Regions from separate parts of the Mus musculus genome. Here regions 1 and 3 are each linked to region 2. The links are chromatin contacts, called in public Hi-C maps. All regions are on one chromosome and are shown on one strand. The core of a region is the stretch at or near the end of the contact, and the rest is flanking DNA. Distances in the headings are between cores, read along the strand shown. Region 1 overlaps Tmem117 (transmembrane protein 117). Region 2 has its middle 13 kb from the start of Gm31075. Region 3 overlaps Tmem117 (transmembrane protein 117).

Region 1 (2,836 bases), core at 307-2,806, 450 kb after region 2:
TCTCATAATCTCGCCAAAACAAAAGCAACCAACCATATCTCTGCCATCTCCCTGGAGACAGTGACACACCTGCTCCCTGAAAACACAATCCTGTAACTAAAGAAAACACTAAAAATCAGGACATTTGACAAGAAGACTTGAGGAACAGTTGCCTTCCCAGAATCAACTAGGCTGCTTCCCTGACCCTGGTGGTTTTTATGGCATTGTATTTATTTACTTATTTTGTCTATGAGCGTGTGACACCACACGCGTGAAGAGGTCAGAGGATGACTGATAGGACTCACTTCTCTCCTTCTGCTATGTAGATCCTGGAGGTCAAACTCAAGTCTTAAGGCTTTGCAGGAGGTACCTTTGCCAGCTGAGCCACTCTGCGCTACTTACTACATGCTGCCCCACCCCTAAGCCCGCCAGCCCTGGGCTTTAGGCTGCTTATTTGAAATGCACTTCCCTGTCACATCTCTTGTTAACTCACATTTTTCTCTCCTACATAGTTTAAAATCCTCAGCTGAAATACAGGCTCGAGCAGTGAAGGTTCTGAAGTAACGATGATGTTAGCCTGGGGACACATTCCAAGGCAGGCAGACAGAGACTCTACAGCACCATGGGGACAGGCCAGCTCCCACAGGAATGGTCAGAGTGAAGGCTCCTGCTGGACAGTGGACAGTAATTATAAGAAACTGTGCTTGCCATCCTGGGGCAGGGGGATAAGGGACAACTCCATGGGCTGGGTTGAAATTTGGAAGAATCAAGAAATGGTAGAGTACAGCACAGAAGAAGTGGAGCAGCGGCCATCAGGAAGCCAATTTGTCAAGTGGGCCCTGGGGACAGAACTCATGAACCCTGTCCCTGCCAAAACCGGAAGTGAACCCCGTGGGGGGGGGGGGGTGTCTTCTGGGTATTTTGTTGTTGTTTATGTTTCTGAGAATGAATGATATACATGTATGGAGTCTAAAATCTCCATATCAGATCCACACGGGCTGTACAGCCATATTAGGAAGGTTATATGTGTTATCATTATTGTTAATTTCCCACTGCAAAAAAAAATGGAGTTCTACAATTATATTGGGGACTGTATAATGGCATATTGAGGACTTATGAACATATATACTATATATTTGTATATACTATATATATATATACTATATATACTATATATTTGCTACTTTCTGAGTTATAAAGTACTTTGCTTTCTGTGTTATGAAGTACTTTGCAAACAATTATTTGGGTCAGTACAGATGTCTTAGGTTTTTTATTGCGGTGTAGACACACCATGACCAGAGTAACTCTGGTAAAGAAAACATTTCACTGGGGCTGGCTTACAGTTTCAGAGGTTTAGTCCATTATCATCATGGTGGGAAACATAGCAAAGTCCAGGCAGACATGGTGCTGGAGGAGTGCTGGGAGTTCTACATCTTGGTCTGAAGGCAGCAGGAAGAGACTGGATCTCACAGGCAGCCAAGAGGAGACTGGATCCCATTGGCCAGACTTGAGCTTGTATCTAAGCCCTCCAAGCCCACCCACACAGTGACGCACTTCCTCCAAAAAGGCCACACCTCCTGATAGTGCCATTCCCTATGGACCAAGCATTCAAACACATGAATCTAGAGGGGCCATACGGTATAGGTAATTGACTAAATTCTGGCAGGTTCTTTCTCCAATACAGCGACAAGGACAAAAGTTTGTCCACAGTGCCCTCTAGTGGTTTACATTTTCAACACAAATAGACATCCTTTAAACAGCCCTTCCATGGTATTAGAATGAGGCGCACCTGTTTGAGAATCTCAAAACTGCAGGATTTGGGATCCTTAAACCTAGAATCTATTCATAAATGTCATTTTAGTCTATTAAACTGCCAACGTTAGTCTGTTAGTTCCTGGCATGAAAGTGATATGTTCTTGAGGAATCAATAAATGAATTACGAATATTAATATGTATGAGTCTCTCCTAATCCCAGTGTTCGTTTTTTAATCCATACCCCTGCCTTTGGACGATGCGCCTTCCACAGACAGATCTCATAGCTGTCCATAGAGAAACACAGCTGCCAAAGAGGAAACAACAACAACAACAACAAAATCCCATGATAACTTCACTATCTACATCTAAGATTTCAAATTCCTCATTTATAAATTATCATTATAGTCATCTTTTTTCTGAAATGAGCTGCCAATGCTCCCAGATGCCTGAAAACCAAGGAATCCTCTAGACCGAGGACCAAGGATGCTCTTCTTGGGCTTAGATGCAAGGTATCCTTACCAGAAGCTTAGTTAAGTCATGCTGCCGCCTCATAGCTATCGCAGCAACTTACAGAATCTAGGAAAATAAAGTAACAACAAGTAAAGGTTGTGAGGAAAGTCCAGTGGAAGAGAATGAAGAAAATGAGGGAAAAGAAAGGAACCCACATAGAAATACACACGAAGGAGGAATAATGAAAACCGGTAATAAATAAAACACAGACCCGACAGAGCCTGTGAAGCCAGCCTCAGAGGAAGGCAGGTGCTTGGTGCCTTTCAACCGTGAACCATTCGGAGACCTCCTCTTGCTGTCCAAAGCAGCAAGGATGGGAAGCTAAGTGGAAGCTCGTGGTTTCTAAGTTTCTGCCCCAAGTGCAGGAGCCTCCTCAACACCTGAGGATGCATTAGAACTCAGCAGGCTCAACACAGACAGTCCTCAAAAAACTTAAAACACAAATGCCCAGGGTCTAGCTACACCACCCCTGGGTAGATCCCAGAAGAGATCCATCAACACACACCAGAGATACCTGTGCATCCGTGTTTATCTTTGTACTGTCCGTAAGCACCACGATACGGAAACAAACATTCGATGAAAAGATAAAGAG
Region 2 (2,700 bases), core at 141-2,640:
TTTTCAGGAATGAAAGCTATGATGTGGACAGGCAATAAACACTGTGAGCCACAGCAGGGACGGCGAAGTCACTCTCCGTTACCAAGTCATCATTGCTGTGGGAAAGCCAGTGTGAGCTGAGTGAGGGAAATGTTCATGTCTAAGAATGTTGGCCTGGGAAATATTTATTGCGTATGTACATTTAAGTATCTTTATATTTCCTGGGTTTGCCACAAGTGCCTCTGTCCAGCTTTCTGCTCATCTTTAATTTAAAATATCATCGGAATATAAGCTGTCTCTCTTTTTGTCTGCCATGCTGCTCTGGCAAACAGGAAATTTAGTGTCCAAGAGTATAGACATTAAGCTGAAGGTTTTATATACTCTCCATTACATGTAACTGAGATCTCTATTGAAATCTCCTGAAACAATTTATTTTGCTTGCTTTTATGAGATTAACAAGTGTGTGTGTGTGTGTGTGTGTGTGTGTGTGTGTACTCGCGTGTGCGCGCGAGCGTGCGCAAGCTGTACATCTATGGCTATATTCAATTAGTTACTTATACATGTCAAATAAGGCTGGAGTACCATATCCTAAGTCATTTTTAGTCTGCTTAGGACTTGTGATGGTTCGTATATGCTTGCCCCAGGGAGTGGCACCATTAGAAGGTGGAGTAGGTGTGGCCCTGTGGATCTGGCCTTTAAGACCCTCAGCCTAGCTGCCTGGAAGTCAGTCTTCCACTAGCAGCCTTCAGACGAAGATGTAGAACTCTCAGCTCTTCCTGCACCATGCCTGCCTGGATGCTGCCATGCTCCCATCTTGATGATAATGGAGTGAACCTCTGAACCTGTAAACCAGCCCCATTGAAATGTTGTCCTTATGAGAGTTGCCTTGGTCATGGTGTCTGTTCACAGTAGTAAAAACTAAGGCAAGACTATAAGCATATCGGTGTCTGGCAGGCCCCACTTTCCATAGGTCACAAGATGAGTGAAAACTCACAATACCAAGAAGGGCAAGAGAACACGAGTGCCTTTTCAGGGATGTTAATTCAGCAAATCCGTTCGCAGTGATCACCTCCCTAGAGACTTATAAATAGCAGGCCCCAGGGAGGTTATTATTTTATCTGCAGAGCCCTGAAAGCAATAATTAACTGTTCCTTAAGAGCACCCTCCCTTTAAACCAAGACCGTTAATGCCTTGTTTCTCACTCTGTGATAATTGGAGAAGATGCCGTGGCTGAGCTCTTCCTGCATTCTGGGAATCTGAGAACAAAGTGGCATGCATTGAAACTGCCGGCCCCTGGCTCTTTAGCAGGAAGCATTGCTAGCAGATTCTATCAGCACAGTTCCCTTTCCCTAAGGTTGAACACAGTGCAGACCATTCAGAGGCAGCTACTTCACGAGTAACATATGTTGAATTGTATCCCTTTCCTCTCATTTTTAATGACTAGCATACCACCCTGGTGCTCCGCTTCCCACACTGGCAGAGAGTCATGGTTTGATTTGGTTTTATGCCAGCAGCACCCCCTTTCATCTTTCCAACCATCTGGACACCTAGGCTGTACCCCAAGATGAGAAACTGATTGCCTTTCCTAAATGAACAGTGCCTCAACACTCGAGAGCGGCAGTCAATACTATAGATCGTTGGAGAACAGAAATTACTCACTTGAACAAAGTTTAGGTTACACATGCTGAATAAAAGATGAGCTTTGGCTCACTAAGCATTACCTCATTTAGCCAAGCTCCCTGTTACGGATGAGTTAAGAGCTCCTCAGAAGGGCAGCAGAACCCAGGCACGGCAGTGGTCCCAGAGTCGTTGATCTAGTGCGTAAGTTTAGAAGCAACTATTGTTTTCAGAGCAAGACTTTGGTTTGGTTTTTCCAAGTGCAGAACACCCATTCCACAACAGTAAACTCATCTCCAAGAGATTCGAGTTGGAGGAATGCTTGTAGGCAGCAGGAGGCTGCCCTGCCTCTGTGTACACTCTGCCGGCTGTGTAGCTGGTCCCCTCTGTGGTGGGGAGGGGACCTTGTTTCATCCCGACCTTTCGGTATTGGTATGCTGTTTTCCATCTTTGAATTCGGTGTTTTCCAAGAAGGAGCGGATACTTCTGCAGAGTAAACATCCTTAAGAACAGACCTGTTGGGGAGCAACTGGGCTAAGATGGCTCTGGAGAGTTTCAGACAGGAGAATCTGAATAGCCATTGCTTGATTTCCTTCTATCTGCCAAGGGGAGAGCAACTCCCCCAAACCCTAGTGTTTGTGTTGAGTTTCGTCATTGTTCATAGATGCTTTGCATGACATTCCGAAATTAGTCTTTGTTCCAAATGACAGATACCAAAATATGTGATTCTCATATGTAAAATGTTTTGTTTAAAGCATGCTGTCTTACCTAAATAGCACACTTGTAGTATTCAGTGCTTTGGTAAACAGTAAGAAATAAGAGTACAACTCTGTACAAATTAGAAACAATACTTTATTTTTAAATAATTTTATATCTCCATAATGAAACTATAAGAATAAATATGGAGAAGTATGAAAACAGCAAAATTTTAATTTATTTTCAAGATAAGGGATCTTGGTTTACATATATCCTATGATGATGTGTGACCCTATGGAGAAAAATGTAAACCCACATCCACTGAGTCTCTTTTAGTGACTTTATGGCAGATACGGGTCTGGGCACTGTGGGGAGGAGCCTTAGTGGCCCATCTTCCCTGCAGCAATA
Region 3 (2,704 bases), core at 33-2,532, 350 kb after region 2:
AAGGTTGGAACCTTGGGATGCATGGAACGGGACATACTTCTTAGCATCTAGTCACAGAAAGGTGACCTTTAGGTGACTCTGAGGGCACCCATCATACTCAGATAGATGTATATATATATATATATATATATATATATATATATATATATATATATGTATGTATATATATATACATAAAATTGGTGTCTAGAGTAGAGATGAGATCAGGTACCATCAGCACGAGCCATACAAACTTTGACCCACTTCTTTGATTTCAAGGGGTAATATAGATCACCCTGGAGTATACTAACACTGGGGTCCAGCAAGGAGCTCTGGCTTGAGCAGTTTCCTGAGCAGTGAGAGCTATTGGAGGAGAAGATGAGGCTCCAGCACAGCCCTCAGGACTCTTGACAGGTAAGCTCATTAGACATGACTGTTAAAAAGAACCTGAGAACGGTCCAGAAAGATAAGACGTCTCCAAACATGCTCTGGCCATGTAAATGGCCAGGCTGATCAGGGGACTATAGTAGCAGCTGGGATCAGTGCACACTCTCACCAGTGGAAGCTCTTCAACCACTGTGGAGTTAGAGACACCCACAGACAATGCAGGACAGAGTCACCTATGAGGGCCCTATGAGGCAAAAGTCCACGCTACCTTTAGGGCCTAAATTTCAACAGTGAATAGCAATAGAAAGACACACAGGGAAGAGAAGAATAATTAAATGATACAGTACTTTTCTTTGGCTGTTACTTTAAAAAATGCAAACTCCAGGGCCTGAGCCAGGAGCAGGAAGGCATTATTCGAGTCAACTCAGTGGTGAAACATGAAAGCGATATTGAACTCTTTACTAGGGGGGTTGCGGGTAGAGATTCAAGCCATTAATTTGATAGGTTAAAAATATGTCAGTGCAAATCTACAATCTGATTTTGTGAAGCATCTATGCCACCCGCATAGGATGCCAGAGACTTCTGCACAATTGGCTTAACTTTGGCAGACATGTTATACCCCTGCAAAACTGACAGCATCAGATTTTTGCTAGCAATTAAAAAGTCTGCTAGGGATTTTTCTCCAGGCAGTGCAGGTACAAGAAGCTTAGACACATCCATCCCTGAAAGACTAGGCACTGTGGATGCCTCCCAGCCATCTGCAACTTCACATAAAAGCAGCTGCTTATCCCTGAAGGAGAGGACCACCCACTTACTCATTCTTGCAGCTATATTGATTGAATAGCATCTATATGCCATAGAGTGTGCTAGGTGATGGGAATACCAAGATGAATGAGACACAGTCATTACCATACAGCAAATGAAAAAGAGCTTGCAAACAAGCCCTAAGGAGAAGTGCTGCGTGAGAGGAGCTAGGCTAGGATGAAAGTCACCTGAATCTCCCAGGGGGAGGGGGAGGAGCAGAGAGCAGAGAAGGCCACAGAGAGGACAAAGAAGGGCTGGAAGGAGAAGGAAGCAGATGTCCAATGGCAAGAAGCACAGACAGGGGCTGTAGAATGAGGTGGGAAAGTGACAATGCCGTATGAATACCATCCATGTCGTGTCTTAAAAAGACATTCCATTTAGGGAACGGTCTCAATCAAGGTGCATCAGCAAATAAGCGGCAGCAGGTAATTGTAGATGGATGAAAAGATGAGGATGGTAGCATACAGATGGTAAAGAATAAATGATAAGTACATGGAAGACTGATGATAGAGGAATATAAGTGATAGATCATAGATGATAGATAATAAATACATACATACATACATACATACCTAGGTAGGTAGGTAGGTAGGTAGGTAGATAGATAGATACATACATACATACATACATACATACATACATACAAACATACAAACATACAAACATACATACAAACATACATACCCAGGTAGATAGATGATTGATTGATAGATAGATAGATAGATAGATAGATAGATAGATAGATAGACAAACAGATAGGTAACAGATAGATGGCTAGATAGGTAAATTCCTAGGTAAGTAGGTAGACAGGCAGACAGAAAGACAGAGAGACAGGTGACAGACTAACAGATTCTGAGTACATGCACAGTATATAAATAGACTTATTTCAAAGAACCTGTTTATAGAATTGTCGGGTTGGCAAACCCACATGTTCTGCAGAGCAGGTTAACAAGTTTGAAGAACCAGCCAGGAGCTGGTGTTGGAACATTCTGGAATGTTTCTTTTTCTGGGAAACCTTATTCCTAAGGTTTCATTCCTAAGATCCTCCAACTGACTGCATGAAGCCCACCTCATACTGAATGCAAGTTTCTTTACTGTTACTTAAAGCCACCTGACTGAAGACACCAACCACATCGATCAAACACTGTCAGACTGATTCCCACACTCAACACTGACCAACAGTGTGCTGAGCCCGACCAAGTTAACTTATAAAAAAGAAATCATTGAATTTTACCAACTTACATTATAAATATATATTTGTATTTTTATGCAAAACTATAATCGCCATAAACACCTTTAGAAATATTTTTGACTCATCATAATTTCAAATTGAGATTTTAAAGGGTTTTTTAAGCTATTGGTTTAATTTTGCATGCTTATGTAGCTATGTTCCAAACACACATGTGGAAGTCAGGGACAATCTATAGGAGTCAGTCATCTTGGTCTACCATGTCGGTTCCAGGGATTTGCTTAATGACAACACTCTTACTCTCTGAGCCATCTCACTGGTCCCTAATTTAAAAACTAGACACAA

The links. A called contact is a pair of places that touch in the nucleus more often than the background predicts.
Region 1: a contact with region 2 is called in a Hi-C map of cortical neurons, with 2.1 times the contacts expected there. The contact joins two enhancer-like sites. A contact is called at or near these places in 26 of 484 Hi-C or Micro-C datasets (cerebral cortex, cortical neurons, differentiating embryonic stem cells and 7 more) and 3 of 115 datasets of contacts at active chromatin or transcription factors (astrocytes, embryonic basal ganglia and neural progenitor cells).
Region 3: a contact with region 2 is called in a Hi-C map of cortical neurons, with 2.0 times the contacts expected there. The contact joins two enhancer-like sites. A contact is called at or near these places in 1 of 484 Hi-C or Micro-C datasets (cortical neurons) and 1 of 115 datasets of contacts at active chromatin or transcription factors (astrocytes).

What each region holds. Positions count from the first base shown.
Region 1 is chr15:94,768,176-94,771,011 of GRCm38.p6, reverse strand. All of the region lies in intron 3 of Tmem117 (transmembrane protein 117), which reads right to left. Among named protein-coding and RNA genes, the nearest start is that of Gm25546, 88 kb to the right of the region's middle. Within about 2 kb of position 1,556, at least 9 of the 459 cell types and tissues checked have an H3K27ac peak or open chromatin away from gene starts, as enhancers often do. A contact at or near this core is called in cortical neurons, where this site is marked.
Region 2 is chr15:95,215,846-95,218,545 of GRCm38.p6, reverse strand. No RefSeq gene overlaps it. Among named protein-coding and RNA genes, the nearest start is that of Gm31075, 13 kb to the right of the region's middle. Within about 2 kb of position 1,390, at least 18 of the 459 cell types and tissues checked have an H3K27ac peak or open chromatin away from gene starts, as enhancers often do. A contact at or near this core is called in cortical neurons, where this site is marked.
Region 3 is chr15:94,862,824-94,865,527 of GRCm38.p6, reverse strand. All of the region lies in intron 3 of Tmem117 (transmembrane protein 117), which reads right to left. Among named protein-coding and RNA genes, the nearest start is that of Gm31007, 31 kb to the left of the region's middle. Within about 2 kb of position 1,282, at least 6 of the 459 cell types and tissues checked have an H3K27ac peak or open chromatin away from gene starts, as enhancers often do. A contact at or near this core is called in cortical neurons, where this site is marked.